Regions from separate parts of the Mus musculus genome. Here all the other regions are linked to region 1. Evidence: chromatin contacts called from public Hi-C and Micro-C data. All regions are on one chromosome and are shown on one strand. Each heading gives the region's core, a stretch centred on a gene start, on an enhancer-like site or on the middle of the called end of the contact. The rest is flanking DNA. Distances are from core to core; before and after follow the strand shown. Region 1 overlaps Rad51b (RAD51 paralog B). Region 2 overlaps Rad51b (RAD51 paralog B). Region 3 overlaps Rad51b (RAD51 paralog B).

What was found. Hi-C and Micro-C count contacts between places; a contact is called where the count stands out from the background.
Region 2: a contact with region 1 is called in a Hi-C map of liver, with 3 times the contacts expected there. The contact joins two enhancer-like sites. A contact is called at or near these places in 1 of 15 datasets of contacts at CTCF or cohesin (the NIH/3T3 cell line), 3 of 484 Hi-C or Micro-C datasets (bone marrow-derived macrophages, embryonic fibroblasts and liver) and 1 of 115 datasets of contacts at active chromatin or transcription factors (embryonic fibroblasts).
Region 3: a Micro-C map of muscle stem cells shows a contact between it and region 1, with 4 times the contacts expected there. The contact joins two enhancer-like sites. A contact is called at or near these places in 1 of 15 datasets of contacts at CTCF or cohesin (the NIH/3T3 cell line), 5 of 484 Hi-C or Micro-C datasets (the MC38 cell line, embryonic fibroblasts and muscle stem cells) and 3 of 115 datasets of contacts at active chromatin or transcription factors (the NIH/3T3 cell line, embryonic fibroblasts and pancreatic cancer cells).

The regions. Positions count from the first base shown.
Region 1 is chr12:79,599,050-79,601,825 of GRCm38.p6, forward strand. The region is part of intron 7 of Rad51b (RAD51 paralog B); the gene reads left to right. Among named protein-coding and RNA genes, the nearest start is that of Gm36048, 200 kb to the right of the region's middle. Within about 2 kb of position 1,427, at least 157 of the 459 cell types and tissues checked have an H3K27ac peak or open chromatin away from gene starts, as enhancers often do. A contact at or near this core is called in liver, muscle stem cells and pancreatic cancer cells, where this site is marked.
Region 2 is chr12:79,403,355-79,406,130 of GRCm38.p6, forward strand. All of the region lies in intron 7 of Rad51b (RAD51 paralog B), which reads left to right. Among named protein-coding and RNA genes, the nearest start is that of Rad51b, 110 kb to the left of the region's middle. Within about 2 kb of position 1,362, at least 7 of the 459 cell types and tissues checked have an H3K27ac peak or open chromatin away from gene starts, as enhancers often do. A contact at or near this core is called in liver, where this site is marked.
Region 3 is chr12:79,470,654-79,473,429 of GRCm38.p6, forward strand. The region is part of intron 7 of Rad51b (RAD51 paralog B); the gene reads left to right. Among named protein-coding and RNA genes, the nearest start is that of Rad51b, 170 kb to the left of the region's middle. Within about 2 kb of position 1,363, at least 54 of the 459 cell types and tissues checked have an H3K27ac peak or open chromatin away from gene starts, as enhancers often do. A contact at or near this core is called in muscle stem cells and pancreatic cancer cells, where this site is marked.

The sequences.
Region 1 (2,776 bases), core at 177-2,676:
CCAAAAGGAAAATTCCCAGGCCACCTCCATGCCAATGCAATGAAAATCAGCAGCTGCCATTGCTCAACAAGGTCCTTGTGACCTATAAATCAATGGCTAAGAGCCCTTGCAGTGAACGGTGGCATGTGTGTGTTTATGTGACTATGTGAGATACATGACAGTGTTTGCTGCTTTGGGGAAAGAACCTGAATCTTTTCTGATAAGTAAGAGAATTAAGCAGAAATTTTTGCCTAAATCTTTTGGGGTTATTGTTGTTGTGTTAGTGGATGAGAGCCTAAGAAGTTGTATAAGAGAAATGAATGACATTAAAGAGAGAAACAGACACACAAGACCAAGAAATAATCAAGTCTAGAACATCTTACTGACACACTATTGATAGCACACTCACAGTAAACATCATCGATGCCTTGATAGGGCAGAAAGATCTGGAAATAAAAACCCCAGCGATTCATCTGTTTAAACAAAAGAAAGGAGATAATGTGGAGAGGCAGTGAAATGGAGGCTGAGATGAGATGTGAGTATTGAAGACACACACATGAGAAAGCCACTAGGCCCTACCCCAGTGTAGCATTGCAGGTAAGAGAGAAACCGGAAAGCACACTTGCCCTGCTCAGACACACTATCTGCAGCACATTAAGCATCTAAAAGTTAATGATACCAGAATAGTATCTTCAAAAAAAACCAAAATCGTAAAACAGAAATTAAGGCCCCAGTAAAACATTTGGGAGAATTTGAATAGATGTAGCAGGGAACCAGAAAATAATTCAAAACTTCAACTGGAAAAGTGATTTTAAGTTGTGCCTGCTATGTAACAACTGGCAAAAAGAGAGAAGGGAAAGGGAGGGAGGAAGAGAGGGAGGGAGGAAAGGGAAGGGAAGGGAAGGGAAGGGAAGGGAAGGGAAGGGAAGGGAAGGGAAGGGAAGGGAAGGGAAGGGAAGGGAAGGGAAGAAGGGAAGGGAAGGGAAGGGAAGGGAAGGGAAGGGAAGGGAAGGGAAGGGAAGGTAAGGGAAGGGAAGGGAAGGGAAGGAAAAGAGAAGAAAAGCAAGATGGTGCTGTATTTCCTGAGTTGTGAAACCAACCTGTCCTGACAGAAGAAGAGAACCGCCCCACACAAACACACACACGTACACACACCCCGACTGATGGCCAAGCACAGTGTGTGTACGTCTAATTTCAACCTCACAGTTAAAAGTGAAGCCAGGGACTGAGAATACTATCCACTGAGAGAAAAAAAGCAGAGGGGATTTTCTGAGCCAGATCCAAAATCATAAGGCTCAGGGGGAATTACTTTGATTTTGTCAAGTCAGAGCACATAGCCAAAGGCAGCAGACATGGGATATTGTCAGAGGTAAATCACCCGGCTAGGCCTGCTCTGTCTTATTGCAAGGTCAGAGGAGCACGGCGAGCCGGCCAAATGTTTCCAACCATGGAAATCCCCTAACTTTCCAACTGCTACAGTCCCACAGCTCCGAGGCTTTACTCACAGCAGGGCTCTGTTCCAGCTTTCAAAGCTCTCCAAGTTGATTAATCATTTTCTTGTTCTGACTCATTCAGGCTTCTAGAAAAAAATAGCTAAAGGTACTAGATGGGCTGGGTGGATCAGGGAGGTCAGATAAATTGGCTTGATGTTAGTCTATACAAAAACCTAGAAGAAATCGCCAAAAGTCTTTCGGCCTACCATCCTCCAGTGCTATGTATGGTTTGGGGCCAAAGGCCATTGGCTCGTTCCATGTGTTTAAAGCAGAATATTTCTGTGTGCATTAGCAAACTTGGGTATGCGAGCATTCATTTCTTAATGTTAAGGTAAGTTATTATAGGCTAGTAACTTAGAATTAGGATTCCATTTGTATCTATGCAGATGGACTGTGGACCCATGTATAAGCCTCTAACACCGACAATGTCAAACACATATACAGTGTTTATTATTTATCAGGCACTGTGTGCTTTTACCAAGAGACAAGTTTACAGCACTGAAAGGTCAATTTTGATCATCTTAGCCAAGGCCATACATAATGATTATATTATTTGGTCTGGCTAATATTCCCCACCATGAAGCTTATATTTTAAAAAATAAATTGTTTTAGTTTATGATTATATTGAGTCATACTGGAATGTCTGCTTCTTTGCTTTTGTAACACATTAATCTCTGGGCTTATTCATTGAGTTCATAGACGCTTATTACGCACCTGAGTGTACTAGTCATCAGAGAGAAAATTGTAAATCCTAAGATGCCACCTCAGACCTGAGGACATACACTGTGCTAGTGCCTTTTAACTAAGCAAACAAAACACATGGAGAAACACAGAGCATGAAACAACTATTTCTGCAAAGAAAAGGAGACAGTAGAATTGGGAATTTATGAAAAATCTGAATTTTCCGAGTGTTAAGGTTGGAAGGAACAGCACCATCATAGGGAATGGTTTGTATGAATGCTGAAATGTTTGAAATGGCATAGCATGCTGGAAATAGAAAAATAATCGTAGAGTCATGGTGGGGAGCTGAGTGGGTTAAATTAAACGGAGATGGTGATGGGCCTTGGGTAGAATACTCAGAGTTGCAGAAGAGCTCATGGTAGTTTAAAAGAAAGACAACAACTTTATTGGATTATGTTTCAGAAAAAGAACTCTGAAGATAATGTGGAATAGGTCTAAAGGGGAGCAGAGGCCAGACAGAAAGCGTCTGTGTGTCCCCTGAGGGGTAGCAGCAGTGGGAAAGGAGAACAAGATCCAACACGGATTCAGAAAGTACAGAGGGGAGACTGCAGTGGGGAATTGAG
Region 2 (2,776 bases), core at 112-2,611, 200 kb before region 1:
AGTTTATAATATAAAGACTCCAAATAGAGCCACAGTGACATTGTATGAAGATCATGGACATTGAAATGAGATAATCTTCATTCAAATCTGTGTCACTGGAGTTCTCTAACCTCTCTTAGTTTCCATCATGTATCGAAATAATAATAATTTGTGGACCTTAAATCAACAAGATTAAGATGATTGTTTTTGTAAACCTTGGCAGGTAGTAGAGATTCACTAACTACTGGTTTCTTTATCCTTAAAGTACATTTAAGATATAGAATCAGTTAATTTTATTACTGCAACAATTTTCAGGGTAGAATTGACATTTAAATTGTGCCTTGGATGTCGGGTAGGATATTGATATACAATTGTAAACCCCTCCACATGGGTGCTGGGAACTGAACTCAGGTTCTCTGCAAGAACAGTGCTGCTGAGCCATCTCTCCAACCGCATTCACTCCACTTCAGTGAACTTCCATTAACCTCAGTGAACAAGTGTTAGAACATGTAACTAGTGGGAAGCCTGCATATGTGCTTATGGAGTCATAGTCTAGAACTTAAGAAAAGCAATTTAGTTTAGCAATATAGTCGTGGTTTATGCCTCTATTCCCAGTGCTGGTGAGACTGAGGCAAGAGCATTGTCAGGAGTTCCAAAGTATTTTGGGCTACAAAGTGAGACTATCTTAATGGGCAAACAAATGAATGAAGAAATAAGAAAAAGAAAACAAAATCAAAGTGGTGGGTAAATAAAGATGAAAGGCAGTATCAACCTAGGCCATTCCTGTTTACTGCCATTACTAATACATTGGGGAGGCTTGTGGGAGATGTGTGAGCTGATGTTTCGTAAGCCACTGTTCCAGGCTGCTTTACACAGGTGAGCTGAGCTGATCAATTCATTGACTTGCAACTGCAGAGCACCCTCCCTCATCGCAGGACCATGTTGCTGAGTGCTTTCTTGTTTGATTCCTGTCTGCCCTCTGCCTGTTAGGTTGCTTCTCTAGGCTTTCTGAACGGGGATGTGGGAAATTTCCAGAGCCCTTCCCAAACTCTGGCTTGCTCTCTTGGTATGAGTGCTGGCATAGCTTTGTAAAATTGTACCTAATGCTTTTTCTATGCTCCTTAGCATATGGAACCGAAATGCAACATTTGAGTTCACTGAGATTAAGATTTGCCTTGAGGTTTTGTTTGTTTGTTTGGCCTTTTGAGGCTGGAGCTCAGTGGTGGAGCATGTGAATATCCAGCACTGCAGAAAGAAGAAAAAGACAGGTTCCCCCCCACCCCTGTTTTTTAAGTTAATATTTTTTTGTACTATGAAGAGTCAATGACTTCTTGGCCTGTTTGGTCAGTTTGTCCAGTGAGTAATTCATCTGACCTTTGGCTTAATATTATTTGTTTTGAAACTCTAGTAATGTAGAAGACATGACAGGGGAGTGTTTTTTTTCTGACACAGATAAGATCAGAAACGGGATTAATTAAAAAAGCCAAATGCCACCTTTGAAATATGGGATTTGGTGTTTTAAAAAGAAGTCCTTGTCTGTGACTAGTGCTGATCATTTGGGAATCTGTCTCTCTGTTAAATGCTGACACTTGAAGTCCTCTTGAGGATGTATTGGAATTACTTTGAGTTTATAAGCTAAAGATATTATTCAGTCATGAGAATGGTTTACTTTCTTATTTAGGAGTTTTTAATGCCAAGTTCTGTCACCAAAGACCTGGCACATTATTTACTCATGGCTTTTCCATATTCATTTATTAGCAGGTTTTTTTTTTTTATTACACAATCAAACTGATCTATCAGAAAGTTTGTTTTTTTTATAGGTAGATTTGGGGTCAGAAACCCTAGCTTTCCTAAGTTGTTAAAGTGGTTTGTAAACTTCCTTGTGGTTTCCATGGGGAGAATCACGTATGCAGTGGAAATTCTTCGGTCCAGACGTCATACTTTATCATTGTAGCTATGCCCAGTGATTATGGGGTCTTGTTTTGTCCTGATGTGAAAAACACTACTGACCTGGAGCTCTTCAGGCTAGAAAGTTCTGTTGCTGGTAAGAGTTATTTTTTCCTTAAGTAATAAGTCAATGTGGGGTTGCATAAATGTCTTTCTAGTCAAAATGATAAACCACATGGACTTTTGCTCTTATTCTATTAATGTATAAAGTTTATTAATAGATTTTTCTAGCATTGAACCACTTATATTCTCAGATAAAATGGTTCATCAGTAGATTTCTATTGTCATTAGTTTCTAGGAATGAACGACCTGTAGATTTTCTCTCCAGCAGTGAACCTTTAGAGATCATAGGATAAGTTGGTAGCTGTGATGGGTGATGCCAGTTCTCAGCTTGGTAGGATCTGGAGTCACCTGGGAGTAGGGTCTCAGTGAGGGTTTAATGAGGCTGGGTTCGTCTGTGGGCACTTGCTTTGAGGGCTGTAGTTGATCTGGGAAGGTTCATCTTGCATGTGAGCAGGATTCCAAGCTGTCGATGGAGGGCAAGCGGGCTGAGCATAGCATGCACTTATTCTGGTCTTCTGACTGGGGACAGAATGGGACCAGTCCTGCTAAGCTCCTGCTTCTATGACCTCCTTCCCTGCCCCGATGGACAATAACCTGGAGCCCTGAGCTAAATAAGCTCTTTCTCCTTTGCGTTTCTTTTGTTCGGGGCATTTTATCACACCAAGGGGAAAAGAAACTGATACAGGAGCTTTTCCTTATTTTCTCTTCTCTGAAAAATCCCAGACAACAGAATTTATCTCTTCGTGAAACCTTTAAGCACATGCCTGGTGGAGTACTTAGGTGAGTG
Region 3 (2,776 bases), core at 113-2,612, 130 kb before region 1:
ATACACAAACACCAATTAAATATACAAAAAATATACTCAATTGCCTTATTCATCAGCAGGATGTGCATTAAAACCATAATAAAATAGAGGCTTATATTATATGGCTATACTATATGGCTATAATTTAAAAAGAAAGGCAATGACAAGAGTGTATAAAAACCTTGAACCTTTAAACATTGCTGGTGGGAGTATAAAGTGGTGCAGCCATAGAGAAAAATGCTTTCATTCTTTAAAAAGTCAGAGTACGTTATGTATGGCCCCACAAGTTTACATCTAATATATGTCCTGGAGAACAAAAAGTTTCCCCACATAAAATGTGTACATATCCATCATAGCAGTATTTGTTGTAGTCATAAAGTTGTAAGAATAGAGATATCTACGAACTAAAGAGTAAGATATGAAATATCCATAATTTACCATTATTTTGTGATGTAAGAAGCAAAGAACTGATACATGCTGGACAAACACTGCACTATGTGAAAAGGACCAGTCACACACGACTATATTGTATACTTGCATGCATATGAAATGTTCAAAATAGGTAAAGCTATAGGAACAGAAAAGGCATTAGTGAGTGGTTGCCATGCTCTGGAGACAGTGGGGATATGGATTGGCTTAGTAATGGACATGTTTGTTTCCACCAGGGCAATGAAAATGTCCTGTAGTTATATATTAGCAATGATTTCAAATCCCTGTATACAGTTAGAAACAGCAAATCGTATGCTTTACGATCATATGTTGTGTGGTTAAATATCTTAATAAAACTGATGCATGCATTTAAAACTACATGTTATTTTGGCTTTGGGAGTTTGCTTTAATCTACTCTTTCAGGTATCTGTTTATAGGTGGATTACTTCAACAAACAGTGTAATCTCGGCTTCTATTTTCTATTAGGAGCTCTAAGCTCTTTATTATTTTAATTATTTGGTTTTTTTTATGTTTTTGGTAGGCCTTGCTTCTCAGTCCACGCTGATCTTGGAATTGTGATCTTCCTGCCTCTTCCTCCCGGATTCTGGAATTACAGGCAGGTGACATCATGATTGGCTTTTAATTTTTCTTTCTGAATTTTTTTTTTGCCCTACTTTATATCTGGCAGCCTTATTGCATACAAGTAAAACCTGACAGAATACCATATGATGTCATGTTTCCTTCTTGATCTTTTTTTAAACCTTAATGATAAAATAATAGCCAAACCAGAGTGTCCTGTCATAATTATATTGTTTGCAAATGTCATTTTCAAGGGTACACATTTGATTTAGAAACTACTTTGCCTATATTTTCTGCTATTCATGGCACTGGATGACCACACACTTGAAATATTCCCTGGCTAAAGCACCAGCATCCTGGAGGTCAGTGTAGACATGACTCATGGTTTGATAGAATGCAGTCAGGTTGAATATGACTCTTATGTGGCTGTAAGCCCAGGATACGATATGAATTCATACATTGCCTTTCTTTTGTAAACATGATATTCAAGTCGGTTTTCTTTTTTTGAGGGCTTTGGCACAGTGCTGGGGAGAAGTATGAGTGTCCTACCCAAAGCATTCTAGAACAGGAAGCAACATTTTCTGAGGGAAATGAGGAGCTTAGTAGACAGAAGATAAAATTTCCACTGAAGATGGTTCTTTTCCATTGGCGTCCTCACTGAGTATTCCAGGGGTGTGGCTGGGAATCCTCTGCTGCATGCCCCTCTGTTGAGAGTGATTGGATAAAGAAACCAGTTATTTGGGGCCTGATGTGTAGACAACAAGGAGCCACAGTTCTGGATGTGGTATTTGGCTCGGGCATCCTTACTAGTGATGGAAATGTGGGGCTGGAGGGAAAGTAGACTGCATTTTAGACTCTTATCAGTTGAATGCTGAATATCCCTGTAGACAGTGCCTGCTAAGTTGTTGGCATACTTGGGAAAAGTTCTATATCATAGCCTCAGTCTCTAGTACCACTTAAATCTCAATTTTTTTGTCACTTATATATTTATTTACTTATTTACTTAGTTATTTATTTATTATACTCCATATTTTATCCCCCCCCCTCAATCCACCCTCCGACTGTTCCACATCCCATACCTCCTCCCCACCCTCCTGGCTCCACATGGATATCCCCACCCTCCACCCAACCTGATCTCTAAATTCCCTGGGGCCTCCAGTCTCTTGAGGGTAGCTGTATCATCTCTGAATGAACACAGACCTAGAAGTCCTCTACTATATCTGTGTTGGGGGCCTCATATCAGCTGGTGTATGCTGTCTGTTTAGTGGTCTAGTGTTTGAGAGACCTTGGGGGTCCAGATTAATTGAGACTGCTGGTCCTCCTACAGTATTGCTCTTCTCCATCTCAGCTTCTTTTAGCCTTCCCCTATTCAACAACAGGGCTCAGCTGCTTCTGTCCACTGGTTGGGTGCAAATATCTGCATCTGACTCTTTCAGCTGCTTGTTGGGTCTTTCAGAGGGCAGTCATGATAGTCCCTTTTTGTGAGTGCTCCATAGCCTCAGTAATTGTGTCAGACCTTGGGACCTCCCCTTGAGTTGGATCCCACTTTGGACCTGTCACTGGATCTTCTTTTCCTCAGGCTCCTCTCCATTTCCATCCCTGTAATTCTTTCAGACAGGAAAAATTATGGGTCAGAGTTGTGACTGTGGGATGGCAACCCCATCCCTCACTTGATGTCCTGTCTTCCTGCTGGAGGTGGGCTCTATAAGTTCCCTCTGTATTGTCCGACATTTCATCTAAGATCCCACTCTTTGAGTCCTGAGAGTCTCTCACCTCCCAGGTCTCTGGT